Linked DNA regions of Columba livia: region 2 is linked to region 1. A link is a contact called in public Hi-C data. All regions are on one chromosome and are shown on one strand. Each heading gives the region's core, a stretch centred on a gene start, on an enhancer-like site or on the middle of the called end of the contact. The rest is flanking DNA. Distances are from core to core; before and after follow the strand shown.

Region 1 (4,988 bases), core at 2,147-4,646:
TGTTGCCCTACGCTGGACCCTCTCCAGCAGTTCCCTGTCCTTCTTTAACTGAGGGGCCCAGAACTGGACACAATATTCCAGATGTGGTCTCACCAGGGCGGAGTAGAGGGGAAGGAGGACCTCTCTCGATCTACTAACCAACCCCCTTCTAACACACCCCAGGATGCCATTGGCCTTCCTGGCCACAAGGGTACAGTTCTGGCTCATGGTCATCCTGTTGTCCACCAGGACCCCCAGGTCCCTTTCCCCTACGCTGCTCTCTAATATGTAATTTCCCAACCTATACTGGAACCTGGGGTTGTTCCTGCCCAGATGCAGGACTCTACACTTTCCCTTGTTAAATTTCATTAAGTTATTCCCCGCCCAACTCTCCAGCCTGTCCAGGTCTCGCTGGATGGCAGCACAGCCTTCTGGCGTGTCAGCCACTCCTCCCAGCTTGGTGTCATCAGCAAACTTGCTGACAGTACACTCTATTCACTCGTCCAAATCATTAATGAATATATTGAATAATATTGGCCCCATCCATAGAGGGGTCTCCCCAGTCAGCTCTGCTGGGCCAAGGTGATCTGGGTAATAGAGATTTTGTCAGTATTTGAAATTCCCTGGCCTGGCAATGTCCACTGTTGGCTGATAATCATTTTATATTTTCTGAGAGAGAGGAAGGTGGAGAAAGGAGTACCTTTCAGAGGCTCTGATACCAGTTACTTGGAGCCACTTGTATGATAGGTCTCAGCCTTTGTTTTACATTAATGCTTAGGCTGTAGACAATGTGAGGCTATATCTTGCCTCTGCTTTCTGCAGTACCTTTCTTATCCCATCCCCACCCTCTGCATAGGTTTCCCAGGTGTCCAGACAGCATGTGACATATCATGGCACCCTCACAGCCTCAGCCCCAACAGTTGCACCCCATGGATAAGCAAGCACAGCTTGCTGGGGCTGGTGCATGCCCAGGTCTTGCTGCAGAGCTGGGAGACAGCCAAGACACATACCTGGGAGGAGCTGAATCACAGAGTAAGAGACTCCTTGGCTCCAAGGTGTTGCTGAACAACACATGACATGTTGTGACCTTAACCACCTTTCAAAATGCTTCCCAGCCCCTTACACTATAAAGGTTCCATGCTGCAGTTGGGTTTGCTGTTCATCCAACTACAAATATGTCCCAGTGAAAGCAATGGAGAAAAGATCTCAGTTACTTTGGACAGTGAGATATATTATAAGGAAAATGAATATGCCTATTTCCTTTATTTATGAATCAACTTTACCATTTGTGCAAAAGCTCTTAAAGACAAAAATAATCTATTCTCCAAATGACAACAGATGAAAAAAAGATAGGGAAAGAATAAAACTACTTTTTTTTTTTCTCATCAAAACATGTATTTTCAATAAAAGTCTGACAGAATGTTTCACTATCACTAGCACTAGGGAAAAAAATCTCATCTGTTTTCACTGTAGCCTCCAGTCCTGTCATTCTGTTTCTTTTCACATAGATTATTGTAAAACACTGCTGCTGTTGTGCATTCACCTTTCCGGCTGCTCTGGGAGACATCACCTTGGGGCCACCAGAGCAGCTCTTCTGCTCTGAGTGCATTATTCTCCAGCTTGCAAAAGGATTTTCCATTATTGTTAAGTACATTTGTGGTATACTTAGAGCATTTCTACCCTGAGGTAGTGTCAGACTGGCATCACACAGAAATGCAGCCATGACACAGCGATGATCTTGTTAAATGCTGAATAAAAGATGTTAATATGCTGGAGTGCTGCCTGGTGAAGGCAAAGAGCTGCACCATTTTGTGCCCACTGTACAATGCACTGTCAGCCAAACCCTCTCCTTGCTGTACTGCCCAGCTCTGCCTTTGGTTGTGTCTTTCTGTGCCCTTTGAATCTTTTAGCCACAAAGTGTAAAAAGTCTGTGCCTATTTAGGCTCAATATGGTCTTTTGTTCAGTGGTCAGATGTTCTAGGAGCATTTTCTCTAGAGCATCTGAAAGTATTTTTATAAAGTGACTCACAGCACATCTTTTTAGTTTCTCTTTGAGTTAGGACCTTAGAAAGTGCATCCCACATTGCATCCTCTCATTAAAACCTGTGGAAAAAATGTAATAATATCCCAAGAAACTACTGCAAGAAACTTTGCAAGCCTCTGCTTTACTTCTCTTTGAGCAGGGAAGGTGAAGTCCTCACCAGGTTTACAGTTTCACAGGTCTCTCAGATACACAAAGAATGTGACAAGAGATCCCCAGGAGGGTTTTCTTTCTCCAGATTGTTGTTTCTTTCTCAAAAATGAATGCTCAGCTTTATTAGTCATCAGAAATCTTCTAAGTCAGCACAGAAAGCTCTTTCTGTCTCACCCATCAACTTCGCTCCTACAGTCCGAGTCCCACAGGCCTGCAGAAAAAAACAGAAACCCCAGACACACGATCTAGAGAGCCATGGATACCATGAAACTCTGACCAGAGGTAAGATCTTCTGGGCACGTGAAGCGGAAGAAACAGCAGTGAATGTGAGTGTGTGAAAGCCCCAGAGAGAACTGGCGCTCTGCTGCGGACACACAGAAAGACACTGCGCCCTTCTCGAGGAGCCTCTGGCCCCAGAGGGAAGTGATGCTAAACTTCAGCTTCCAGAAAGAGAGGAGAAAGTAAATGTAAGTTTGCCTTTTGCAAAGCCATTGATAAAAACTATCTTTCTGCATGAGAGTAAATCACAGACAATTTAAAATTCTTCACTGCAAGAGATACAAGAGGACTTTTCCAGCCTCATTCAGTGACTCTCTTCCCACTCTCCCAGCTGATGGATGGTATTACAGAAAGACACTTTCTGTTTTTACCCTATTTTCTATATTCTTGTTAAGTATTCCCTGCTAGCAACCTTAGCTGGTAAAATACTTAGTTAAACAGATCAGAGGCTTGACTCACTGTGACTGCTCTTCCTTTGCCTTCTCACCCATTTCATATCACTTGCTCGAAAGGGAAGGGTCACCCCTCCTTGGTTCTTGTATTTGACACATTGTTTGCACCTTGGTAAGTGGGTATTAACCTGACCTGTCAGCAGAGCAGAACTTTGCACTCACATTTTCACAGAGCAGGGCATGGAAAAATAGAGAAAAGGCTGTGAAATCAAGCTGACAGTTCTGTAAAATCCCAGACACCTCTCAGAAAGCACAGCAGTATCTCCTGACCCTCAGAACCTCATGACAATGGTAGTAAATTAAAGATTTTAGCATTAATTCTATTTAATTTATTTTTTCACAGTTTTTCTATTATTATACCCATGGACTCCATTTTGTGATTAATTCTCAGCAGAAGTTTAGCATTTGTTTCCTATAGTTTTAAGACTGGTCAGAGACAACAAAACACAAGAGCACCTTTTGGGGAGAGGCTTCCTCACACAAGGCGCTGAAATGCAGATACCTGTTTCTTTGCATTCAGTCATGTAGAATGACATCTCCCTGCAGACCATTGCACTGACTGCAGTCATACTTCGTCTGCACCCTTGGGGAAAACATACAAAAAAACCCCTGCGACATCCAGATGGTGCAGTGAGAGGCTGGAGTGAAGAGAAGCTCCGGAGTTCCCTGCCTGTGCGGAAGCAGCCAGAGCCACTCTCCAACAGCTACACAAAAGAGCCTCTGTCTCTGCTGATGAGAGATCCCTTTGAAGCTTGGGAACCCTGACTGGCAGCATTTCATATCTGGGCATCTTTAGGTTTGGAGCAATGAAGAATGGGAAAAAAGAAAAATATGAGAAAGGAGAGAGGAGGGGAGAAAAAAAAACAAGGTAGGATCAGCTCAGAACAGGTCTGGCTAAGAGCCCGTGACAACAACATACATTTCGTGCTACCCCACCTATGCCATTTTTTGTTTTAAGGTTTCCTCATCAGTATGGAAATTTCCAGTCTATTTTTGACCTTTTGACAAGAGGGTGGGAAATCGCTCTCAGCTGAGAAGGCATATTATAATTTACTGTTAAGAAACACAAAACATCCTCATTGTAAAGGTACATCATAAGACATAACAAGCTAAGCCAAGAGCATGCAGTTTCATTTTAAAGAAAGCACGCATTGCTAGTTTCTCTATCAGATTACAGGGAATTCTTTATACAAACAAATTCCCGCTACCTGCAAATAAACTGATTATGTTTGATTACAAATATTTCCAGGTTTAGAAAACTATAATTCACTTCTTAGTTCCCTATTGTGGTATGGTTACAAAGTATTTTTACCCCTCTATGTCTTGCTTTCTCCACTCACAAACCATAAAACTTCCTTGTTCAAAGCTGAAAAAAATTCGTAGCTGATTCTTGTACAGCAGTAAACATTTGTTCTTTAAAGATGTAAAATATTCTAGAAGTTATGAAGTTAACAAATCTGTTCCCTTAAGATGTTTTTCTTCATCACTGTCCAGTTCCTGTTTCCCTAGTGTAGAAAAGAGAAAAAAATGCATTCACTTTTCTGACCAACCATTCTTTTATCTTTTTTTCATTATTGTACCTTATTCAATTAAATGTCATTTACTGTGGCTGCAGTGGCAGAAAATGTCTTACAAAATCAATTAAGCTTTCTGTCTCAGGTCTTTGACTACAAAAAGAATGAACAACTCATTTCATCTGCAATATTCTCTCTTTTATTTTGTTTCTCTGTTTAAAATGCATAGCTTTGATCTTATGAGCAAAGAATCCTAATATTAGATATTTCAGAGAGAATGCAAGTGGCATGCGTAAGATTTATTTTGATTGGATATAAAAGGATGCTAGAAATTTCTGTCCACATCTGAAAACAGGACAGGCTGTGATTCATCAAGGCCAAAGCAAGAATGGTACAGAAAGAAGTAGATTTCAAGAATTTGTGATTCAAAACTTTAAATCCTGCTTTTTTTAAAGTGTCAAACTTTTACTTTCTTCTAAGTATGCTTCCCAAGCCTTTCAACATTTGCACTTTTATCATAAACTCATAGGACTTCAAAACGTCCTTTGTTACTATAACAGTCTCTCTTAT
Region 2 (4,523 bases), core at 1,218-3,717, 130 kb before region 1:
CGCGTAGCGGAGCGGTGCGGCGCGTAGCGGAGCGGTGCGGCGCGTAGCGGAGCGGTGCGGCGCGGCGCGGCGCGTAGCGAAGCGGTGCGGCGCGGCGCGTAGCGGAGCGGTGCGGCGCGTAGCGGAGCGGTGCGGCGCGGCGCGGCGCGTAGCAGAGCGGTGCGGCGCGGCGCGTAGCAGAGCGGTGCGGCGCGGCGCGGCGCGTAGCGAAGCGGTGCGGCGCGGCGCGTAGCGGAGCGGTGCGGCGCGTAGCGGAGCGGTGCGGCGCGGCGCGTAGCGAAGCGGTGCGGCGCGGCGCGTAGCGGAGCGGTGCGGCGCGTAGCGGAGCGGTGCGGCGCGGCGCGGCGCGTAGCGAAGCGGTGCGGCGCGGCGCGTAGCGGAGCGGTGCGGCGCGGCGCGTAGCGGAGCGGTGCGGCGCGTAGCGGAGCGGTGCGGCGCGGCGCGGCGCGTAGCAGAGCGGTGCGGCGCGTAGCAGAGCGGTGCGGCGCGGCGCGGCGCGTAGCGAAGCGGTGCGGCGCGGCGCGTAGCGGAGCGGTGCGGCGCGTAGCGGAGCGGTGCGGCGCGGCGCGGCGCGTAGCGGAGCGGTGCGGCGCGGCGCGGCGCGTAGCGAAGCGGTGCGGCGCGGCGCGGCGCGGTGCGTAGCGGAGCGGTGCGGCGCGGCGCGTAGCGGAGCGGCGCGGCGCGTAGCGGAGCGGTGCGGCGCGGCGCGTAGCGGAGCGGTGCGGCGCGTAGCGGACCGGTGCGGCGCGGCGCGGCGCGTAGCGGAGCGGTGCGGCGCGGCGCGTAGCGGACCGGTGCGGCGCGGCGCGGAGAGAAGCGGTGCGGCGCGGCGCGTAGCGGCGCGGCGCGTAGCGGCGCGGTGCGGGGCGGCGCGGCGCGGAGAGAAGCGGTGCGGTGCGGCGCGGCGCGTAGCGGAGCGGCGCGGCGCGTAGCGGAGCGGCGCGGCGCGGAGAGAAGCGGTGCGGCGCGGAGCGCCCTGCGCGCAAGCGGGAGCGCCGCGGCCACCACGGGCGGGACCCACTCCGGTGGGGTGAGCGCAGCCACCGCTCGGGAGCCGTCACCTCAGATGCCTTCCAATCTAGGTCAGCCGGCTGCGCCGCGCTGCCGGCACCGCTCCCTCCTTCCACCGCCACGACCCTCCCCGCCTCGATACTCTTTCTTTTTTCTTAAGGAAAAAAAAAAAAAAAAGGAAAAAAGCTATCACAAATAAAAACCCCGCCGGCACCTCAAGGCACCACCTCTCCCGGCCACCCTCGCCGGGCCTCCGCCGCGCGGTGCGCGCAGGACGGCGAGCCGCCGGGAGCCGGTCCCCTTCCGCAGTCCCCGCCAGCCTCTCTCCCTCCCGTCCCGCAGGGCCGCTTACATTTTCTGCACAGGTTTCCGCCGCTTGCGACTGGCGTAGGTGACATTGGGGTTCATCCTGCCGCGGCTTCAGCACCCCGCACCGCAGGCTCCGCCAGCCGGCGGCCGCCGCCCGACTGCCCACCTCACCCCGGCTGCCGAGAGGGGTCGAGCCCCAAGCGGCGCCGCAGCGCTCGCCTCGCCTCGCCCGCGGGCCCCGGCCCTGCTGCCTGAGGCCGCCCGCAGCTCGCTCCCTTGTCCGCTCGCAGCAGCGGCGCCTTCCCCAGCCGGGCGAGGACAGGAGGCGGAGGCGCTACGGGGCGGGGATCCCAGGTGATCGGCGGCGGGTACACCCACTCGCCGCCCCCGGAGGGCACAGGTGTGGGGGCGGCCGGGGCTTTCCACAGCGCCGCTCGCCCCGCGTCTCCCCGCCGAGGCGACGCCGTCTCCCGGCCGGCTCCCTTTGCGGCGGCGGGCGGGTGCGCGGCGGCCTCTGCACCCCGGCGCGGCCGCCGTCTGCTGGCCGAGCGCCTGTCAGTGTGCGCGGCGCCGGGCCGCCCCGCCCCGGCCCAGCCCCGCGCCCGCTCCTCCCGCCGCCGCCGCGCTCCCCCGGCCGCCTCCCGCCCCGCCCGGCTGACGGCCGCCGCCGCCCCATCGCCGAGGAGGCCCCTCGCGGCGGCGGGGCGGAGGGAGGAGGGGGCGGCCGCGCCGCCATGTTGAGAAGGTCACGCGAGGAGAGGGAGGACCGGCGCGGCAGCGGGGGGGGCGCCGCCCGGCGTCCCCGGGGGGACAGCGACAGAGCGGCTCGGGATGAGGGGAAAAGCCCGAGCCTGGGCTGGCCGGGGAGGGGTGCGCAGGGGGCTCCCGCAGCAAAGTGAGAAGGAAGGTCAGCTCCAAGCGCCCATGTAGCCCTAGTAACAAAAAATAACCGGGGGAAAAAAGAAGTCACAGCGTTCAGTTTGGAAAGAAAAATAACACTACCTCAGTGGCACGATGACACTACCTCTGTGTCTGTCACCCCTCCACCCCAGCGCTGCCGCCTCCCCTGCTTCCTGCGCCCCCTGGTCTGAAGCCGTCACGGCCGGAGATCGCCCAGCAGAGAAACCAGAAATAATACGCGATCGCCAAAAACAGGGGTGGGAGGGAGCCCAGGGTAGGAGTGCCCGCGGCGGGAGAGGTGGACAGGCACCGCCAGGGACAAGAACAGCAGGACACCTGGGAAAGTAAAGAACTCCTCGGGGCAAGGTTGCACTCGCTGAGCACTGAGAGGACCGACGGGGCTTACTGGACGCGGACGTGGTTCATATCTCATTGGGGTTTTAATCCCTGAGTTATTACACTGACATTTTAAGCTAAACACTTATTTTAAAGGAAAGGAGCAGCCTCGCAAAAAGTAAGAGGTGCTGCCAAACAGCTGACAAATAAAACCATCCAAGAAGAGCCCCGGTGCCTTTCTGACCGGCCGCCACTTCTCCCGCCCGTTTTCTTCCTCTGTTTCCCTTCTCAGCAGCAGAGCTCTTCCCCCGGAATAACCGCAATAAATTTTGTCTCAACACTCAGTTTGGGAGCCTGGGAGTCGCCCTGTGTAAACACAAGTTGTACGCGGTCAGGGCCGAGACGAGAGCCGGGAAGAGCTCTCTTCTCTCCCCTTCAAACGCACCCGCGTCCCGGGGGATGGCCGAGCCCAGCCGCCCGAGAGCCGCCGCAGTTGCGGGCTCAGTCCCGGCCCCCGCGGGTCTGTCCCCCCGCAGCCGCCCATTCCCGGCCGCCGGGAGGCTGAGCAGTGTCCGTGGTGCTGGTGTCCGCCTGCCCGGCCTGCCAGCGCTGCGCCAGCTCGCACCTTCCCTCGCTGCTTGCTGGAGCCCCGGTTATGCAACCCCTGCTGTCCCGCTCTGCTGACGGAGGCGATAAGCGGTGGTCCAGGTATCACCGTGCGGTAAAAACGCGGGATTGCGCAAAGCCCGGCCACCGCCAACCGCAGTACAGCAGCTTCTCCCAGAGCCGGCAGCTGCGGCGTCTGCGGTACCGGGCGTCCCGCCGCACGGGTCCCCTCCGCGGGCGCTCGCAGCTGGGATTAGGCAGCATAACGCGCGCTTGTTTACCAGTTTAATTGCTCGGCTTTAATTGCGTGCCAGGCTATCCCAGATGCAAAGTACACTGAAGCCACAATATGCAGTTAAAATTAATTTGCCTAAACCTTAACGATGCTAGTATTCAAGGAGCTGATCAAATGATATTTTGAAAAATATGTCTTCAGCAAACAAAATTTTTGAGAAAATATAGTAAAAGAACCATATGCCTCAGGAGGTGCCTTGCAGTGCCTTGCAGTGCCTTGCAGTCACACTCCTGCTAAACTCCTGGACAAACACCTTTGCAGAGGATGTCAACTGTTCTCTAGCATCTGTCTCTCCTCAGTCGCTTTCCCTTTCACTCTTTCTTCTCCCCTTACAAGATCTTGCCAGCACCCTGGAAAAAAGGTGGGCAGTACTGTACACTATGCCTTACTACCTTCCCTTCTCCACCCCCTTTCTTCTTTTGATTTCACGGTTGAAACTAGAAATCATAGAATCAGAGGATATCAAGTTTGAAGGAACCACAAGGATAGTCTGGTCCAACCTTTCTCGGCAAAGCAAAGTCTAGACAAGATGGTCCAGCACAAGCTTAAAAGTATCCAATGTTGGTGAATCCACCACTTCCCTGGGAAGATTGTTCCATTGGCTGATAAAATGCATTTTCTTCACTCCAAACCCATCCACCTGTCCAAGCACACACTTTCTTCCAGACTAAACTTTCCAGTCCCTTTCTGTACCCTCCTCACCCCTAGACTCTTCCTGCTCACTGGTTTCTTTTTCTGTCAACACGTGTGCTGTGGTCGCTCCATACACAACATAAATGGCTGCTCTTTTTCATTCTTCTCTTTACCTACACTATCTTTTAGCTGAAAACTTATATGCATTGTTTAAGGCTCCTTTTATTCTAATTTTTAGTTTGCTTCCGAGTCTGTCTCTTACTTCCTCACTAAGATTGAACAAAGTCTTTGGCAACCTCTTATGCTTCACTGGACCTCAGTATCTCAACTTTTTCTTGAGCTTTTGTGCTACTTGGATCCAGCCAGAGACACCCATTTCTATGCTGTCTCATCTGCGAGCTCCCAATCTACTGGCAACTACATGAAGAAGGAA

Evidence for each region. Hi-C and Micro-C count contacts between places; a contact is called where the count stands out from the background.
Region 2: a Hi-C map of crop shows a contact between it and region 1, with 3 times the contacts expected there. The contact joins the promoter of AHR here to the enhancer-like site in region 1. A contact is called at or near these places in 2 of 2 Hi-C or Micro-C datasets (crop and liver).

Annotation. Positions count from the first base shown.
Region 1 is chr2:32,051,244-32,056,231 of bColLiv1.pat.W.v2, reverse strand. All of the region lies in intron 1 of LOC110365086 (a long non-coding RNA gene), which reads right to left. Among named protein-coding and RNA genes, the nearest start is that of AGR3, 35 kb to the right of the region's middle. Within about 2 kb of position 3,396, at least 1 of the 3 cell types and tissues checked has an H3K27ac peak away from gene starts, as active enhancers do.
Region 2 is chr2:32,179,305-32,183,827 of bColLiv1.pat.W.v2, reverse strand. It overlaps AHR (aryl hydrocarbon receptor), which reads right to left and starts at 2,467. Exons shown (of 11, transcript XM_065051232.1): 1 at 2,323-2,467.